Regions from separate parts of the Rattus norvegicus genome. Here region 1 is linked to region 2. A link is a contact called in public Hi-C data. All regions are on one chromosome and are shown on one strand. The core of a region is the stretch at or near the end of the contact, and the rest is flanking DNA. Distances in the headings are between cores, read along the strand shown. Region 1 holds the start of Msx1 (msh homeobox 1). Region 2 overlaps Stx18 (syntaxin 18).

Region 1 (3,040 bases), core at 499-2,998, 260 kb before region 2:
AAGTTGGCCCCAGACTCTTTTTCCGCCAGGCCGCCCTAGAGAAGGGAGTGTTCATAGAGAAATGTCACTTTGGTCAGCAGCAACAGCCCGGCTCTGGGCCACCTTCCTCAAGCGTTAGGCCCAGGGAGGGGCTGTCTTTTCAAAGACGTTTAATCCCCAGATAAAAATCGTTCCTCAGCATCACCATTGAATTTGCAACGCTATTATGTAGTGCAAAATAATCGGAGGAAACGAGGAAAACTTGGGAATTTCCCGTGCTCCTGAAATATCTTCGAGCGGGTTCGCTGGGGAAAGGAAGCCTAAGGGCCGCAAGAACTTAGGACTATTCTGGAACAACATGTCGCTGACTGCTGGGTCCGCTTCGAAAGCCTTGTCCAAAACATTCGGGAACTAGCAAAGCGGTGATTAGAGAGCTCCTTTGGCCGTCTCGTTGCCCCGCCCCCTTCCCCACTAGTCCGTGATTGTCCCCTCTTGCTAAATCATCCACCAACCCAAAACACCAAGTTTCTGCTTAGAATTAGATGCGCGGTGGGGCAGAAGTTTTGCAGCGCTCCCGAACCCCTTGAGAGATTCTTTAAATGGGGAGCGCGAGCTTATAGCCTTTTACCAGTAGAAAGTGAAACTCCGCAGAGCGAGGATGTACTGGCCGCAGCGACCATCCAAATCGCGGTGCAAAATAACTGAGTTTAGAGTCAGGTGGAGGAGCAAGGCACCCGCGGTGTCCTGAGTACCGGAAGAATAAGAGGGTACACGGACACCAGCGCGCTACAAATGAACTGACAGTCTCCGAGACACTACTCCGAGGCAAGGAGCGCGGGAAAACGGACTAAGAGCTTTGCCTGATTTAGGCCTCAAACTCTCTTCCTGGGTGGGAGTGGGAAGAGACTCAAAGGCGGCCTTCCCGCCAACGCAACCTCTGCACGGCCTCCAGGTACCCAGTTGCAGGTACGCCGACGCCCGAGACAAGCCGGCGCCGGCGCGCGGCCTGGCGCCCTCGGGCCCCACACCCCCTCCTGGCCCCTTCGCTCTCCATCCAGGGCTGGCTACTCACTGGCTGGGGGCGGGGAGAAGCGGGGACTCTGCATCCACGGGGTCCGATCTAGCTTCTCCGGGCTCTCGGCCTTCACCAGAGCATCTTCTGGCAGCTTGAGGAGTCCCCCAACAGAGAAATGGCCGAGAGGCCGCGGCGAGGAGGGCGCGTCCGGGGCGCCCAGAGACCCGGGCCGGGTGCCCAAGTGCTGCACCGAGCCACCCGCCGCCTGAGCCCCTTCGGAAGCCACCAGGACGCTCTCCTTTGCCCCGGGCTTCCTGTGATCGGCCATGAGGGCCTCCACGCTGAAGGGCAGGAGTGAAGCGGGCACTTTGGGCTTGGCCCCCTCCTCATCTGTGCCCATGGCGGTTGCAGTGGCCGCAGCAGCCCCGGGGGCCTGGCCAGCGCCTCCCCCAGCAGGCTTGGCGAAGGCGGAGTCCTCCACTTTGACACCGAGTGGCAAAGAAGTCATAGCAGCAGCCGGGGCCATGCAGAGCCGGACCCCCACTCCAGCCGCAGCTCGGGCCAGCCCTGGATCATGGGTTTCGGGCGGGCTGGGAGCGCGGCCGGCTTCTGTGAGCTCCCAGGGATCTGGTCCGGCCCGCTGTCGCGCGCGAGTCTCCTGCAGCTTCCCTGGAAGGCCAACTCCAGCGAGCTGGGCCTGGATCCCTGCGCCGCGCAGGCCGAGTTCCCGGGCGCACTCGCCGGCTCCGGGTCCGCCGCCGCTCCCCTGAGAACTTGTTAATAAGGCAAGGCCAGCGCGGCAGCGGCCAATCAGCGAGCGAGGGGGCGGGCCCGGAGAGAACCATTGGGCTGCGCTCCTGCCCCGAGGCGCGCCCGGCCTGGGGGCGCTCAGGGAAGGGCCCGGCCGGCACTGGCGGGACAGAGCCGGAGGTACCTGGGGAGCCTTTCCGCCTAGCTTAGCCGGGTGGGCATCGGTTCGGCTGGGCCTCCACACTCCGGAATGTGGATTCTACCAAGTTCCAGAGGAACTTTATTAGTACTTCTCTTCTGCCCTAGTCGTCCTCCACCGTCCTTTACCCACTTCTTCCGTTCCCCTCCATAGCCTACTTTCTCTCTACAGTCTCTCTTATGGTCCGTGCGATCTCTTTCTGTCCCCCTTCCCCCTTCGGGCCCCCTTTCTCGACCACAAAGATTTTACTTCGGTTTACTTAAAAAAATTTTTTTGGTGTATGCCTTGAAAGATAATAGTTATTTGTCAGAGTAGCAAGGGATAATACTAATTTCTTTAAAACAAAACAAAACAAAACAAAACACCCTAAGTGTCTTATGTCTTCCTATCTTCAAAAATTTACCTCGGGGTAAAAATGGGCCTTTGTCTCCAAGGGATGGACAAAGTTAGTCAAAGGAAGCCTGGGTCGTTTGTTCTGTGGGTACAGGAACATGTAACATGATCTGGAAAATGAGTTTGATTTTCATACAAAACACCTACCCCATCCCTGTACTTTTCTCCAGAAAGTTACACCTCTACGAGAGAACTGCTACTAGCCAAAGCAGCCATTGGATCCCTTGGATGAAGATTGATTGAAATAAAAGCAACAGAACCCACCAACAAAATGTCGTTCTGGCCTCACCATGACCTCAGACAATGAATCCTCAAAAACAATCACACTTTACTAACTGTGGGTCTCTGCTGGTGCAGAGTGGAGGACCATTTGAGGATGGGGCAGTACAAAAAAAAAAAAAAAAAAAAAAAAAAAAAGGATCCTGGCGGTATATTTGATGCAAGGCTTAAGAAGTTTTGTTTGCCCGATTTCGAAGGAAACGTGTTTTTATTTCGGCTGATATAAAAAGAAGGAAAGTGGGGGGGGGGGTCACAGAAGATCTTGTAAACTGAGTTCGGACAGGCTGTTTGGGAGGGGGGGTCTTTTTATGGCCTCTTATCCCAGGGCCCAGGCTCGCGGCTCCGGGGGAGTTTGGAGGAGGTGATTGGCGGCTCACCGGGACTGAGCATTGATGACCGCCGGGCTCTAATCTCCAGGAAACACA
Region 2 (2,880 bases), core at 105-2,604:
TAAACAAGACCGTGTGATCCTTAAAGTATGTATGCTTATTGTCGGGGGTACTTGGTGTGACATTTTGAGAAGTTTTATTGCTAACAAATTGAGACATGATTTTAAAGTGAAATTCTTTGTTATGATAAGAATAGAAATGTTTATATTTGTATTTTTTAAACATCTTAGTCATCTGAAAAAATTGTTCAAGAAAGTACAAACTTGTCTTTACTCGGTTTACTGTAAAAGCTTTCGCACATGAGTTTTAAATATAAAATTTAAGTAGAGACTTTAAAATATTTTGTGTCCCAGTAAAATCATTTTTGAAAGTATGAAATTTGAGTCTCCTAGTTAAGGTATAGTATATGTCTTTATTTTCCTAGCTGTTCTACTCCACCCTAGAATGCTATGTCAGGAGCCAAGTATTCTATCCTATTTGAACATTTAAGTAAACTCGTTTTTATCAGGCAAGTCTTCACTTTGTAACATTTAACAATTGTCAACTTGCTGTAGTTACTTAAGTTCTAGAAACCAAGGGTTTGTTTTTGTTTTTGTTTTTATTTATATATTTATTTTTTTTTTTTGGTTTTTTACATTTCCACTTTTTCAAAGAAAATATATTAGAATGCTTTGTAACTTATCCCTTGAACAGTCTTTCTGCAGTGTGTGTGAGAGAGACCATAATGAGGGAAAGGAATCTATTTTTTTGAGGACAGAGAATGATTAGGCAAGGCCCTGGATTTTCTTGGAATGCGGCATCGGTGCTGTTGGCAGAGGCCAGCATACTCGGCATTTCATTCCCATTCACTCAGCTGAATGAGGATGGTGGAGCCGGGCCGTGGATCTTGTTACCAAACCCTCTCTCCAGAGCTTCCCGGGAGAGAGTGCTTGCTCTGTCCTTTGCTTGCATTTTGCTAAAGAAGTAGGCTAGTGCAGAGCAGAGCTCTTCTGTTATCAGAGCAGGGGTTCTGTTGAGTGTGAGTGATTGTCATCTATCAGGCAGCAGAGACAGTGCATGCCTGTCCTCCCTCTCCACTGCTCACAGTTGCTTTTGCTGGTCCCTTGCTGATGTGAAGCAGAAACTGAACAAGGTAACAGTTTTGATGGTGAGATTAGAGGTAGCCAGGCAGACTGTCTCCTGGCTTTTAGAGACCCTCATAAGCTCAGGCCACCCCCTCCCCTTGTTTAGATATTATTTGCTCTTTTGAGTTTCGGATTACAGGAGCAATTGATCTGCATGACCTATCTTGAGAACTTTAACTCTGCAGTGGAAACTTAAACCAAATGTGTATCCTCAAGAGACAAATCATCTTAGGACTAGGCTGCTGTCACTTTGATGTACTGTGCTGCTTGCAGGGGACCCATGCGGTAGAGAGCGCCACCTAGTGAATACAACTTGTAATTGCTACTATGGGTGATGAAAGGCTAGGTCTAATGCTTGCTTGTTCTTGGCTCAGAAAGAAATGAGTTTTTATGTTGTTCCTAAAAAATAAATTCAACCTGTGGGGAGGATTCTAAGAGAATGAGATGGAGAGCATTTGAATCTATCTGTGGTTACCCACTTGAATTTTACTTTGTTTGCTGTTGCTGACTTCACACACAGTTCCTCCCTTACTGTTGTGATCCATGTTTGTAGTGTGCGTGAGTACATGCGTGTGTGTGTGCATGTGCGTGTGCGTGTGCGTGTGTGTGTGTGTGTGTGTGTGTGCACGTGCGTGCATTTTGTGTAGCAGTGTTTAGTAGTCTTCAAGGACTTCATGGACTAGGTAAACCCATTTTGTTGCTGCAGATTCCATTTGCCCTGAGGATGAGTATGAACTATTGATCACAGTTGGCTCTGAGGTCATATGCCTCTGCTGTATGCTAATATGTTTACAGTAACTATGAAAAAGTGCTATTTTAAAAATCCGTGTATACATTGTAACTTCCAGTAAACTATTTAATCCTTATTTTTTAATGACAAGTTCTTGATAAAATAGCGCTCTCTCTCTCTCTCTCTCTCTCTTTAAGATTTATTTATTTCATGTCTATGAGTAACTGTCGCTGTATTCAGACACACCAGAAGAGGGCATCAGATCCCATTACAGGTGAATGTGAGCCACCATGTGGTTGCTGGCAATTGAACTCAGGACCTTTGGAAGAGCATTCAGTGCTCTAAACCACTGAGCCATCCCTCCAGCCCAATAGCTCTCTCTTTGATTTGCTGAATGATTATGGACATTTGTTGAGCTGGGAACTGTGCTGGGCCTTCAGAATCAAAGCGAACAAGACACTGTTCTAAGCTTTTTAATCCTTAACCACAGAAGGGAGTGGACACCATGTAGGACGCTCTGTAAAGGATAGCAAATGCTTATCTGCTAAATATTTTCTGCTATGGATGGAAAAAAAATCTTTAGCAACTGTTTTTGAAGAAGCCAGTAAATATAACCAAAGCATGATTTTCATGATCTTGGTGCAGAGCAGTAGTAGAAGGTGGCATAACAGCTTCTCTCTGCCTTGTCTTTTGGGTGTAAGTTTATTCCACAGAGTCCAAGTTTGGAAGTACATGGCAAAGAATTCAAAACAACAAGACATGCATTCTAGAGTTTGGATCCTGGCTTTCTATTCGTTAGTTGTGTGACCTTGACAGGTTTCTTCATTTGGGCCGAGTAGTAAATTTGGTCATCAGTGCAGGGTCTCTTTCACAAGAGCAGGGCAACTAATGATTATGCATGGAGGTCAGTATGAGCGATGGGCCCCAGGAAGGTATGTGGGGAGTCAGGAGGGGATGTGGTAGAAAGAAAGAGACCTTGAGAGCAGAGGAACGATTCTGAATAGATTGTACTGGGCAGGACAGGCTGGCTGGTGGGTGCAGCCCATAGAAACTTGCTTGGAAGGAACCTGTTGTCTACTTGCTATGAA

Evidence for each region. A called contact is a pair of places that touch in the nucleus more often than the background predicts.
Region 1: a contact with region 2 is called in a Hi-C map of Schwann cells, with 5 times the contacts expected there. The contact joins the promoter of Msx1 here to the enhancer-like site in region 2. A contact is called at or near these places in 10 of 12 Hi-C or Micro-C datasets (the A7r5 cell line, Schwann cells, frontal cortex and 6 more).

Annotation. Positions count from the first base shown.
Region 1 is chr14:77,184,510-77,187,549 of GRCr8, reverse strand. It overlaps Msx1 (msh homeobox 1), which reads right to left and starts at 1,748. Exons shown (of 2, transcript NM_031059.2): 1 at 1,052-1,748. The coding sequence starts at 1,520.
Region 2 is chr14:76,927,910-76,930,789 of GRCr8, reverse strand. All of the region lies in intron 1 of Stx18 (syntaxin 18), which reads left to right. Among named protein-coding and RNA genes, the nearest start is that of Stx18, 44 kb to the left of the region's middle. Within about 2 kb of position 1,354, at least 14 of the 93 cell types and tissues checked have an H3K27ac peak or open chromatin away from gene starts, as enhancers often do. A contact at or near this core is called in the A7r5 cell line and Schwann cells, where this site is marked.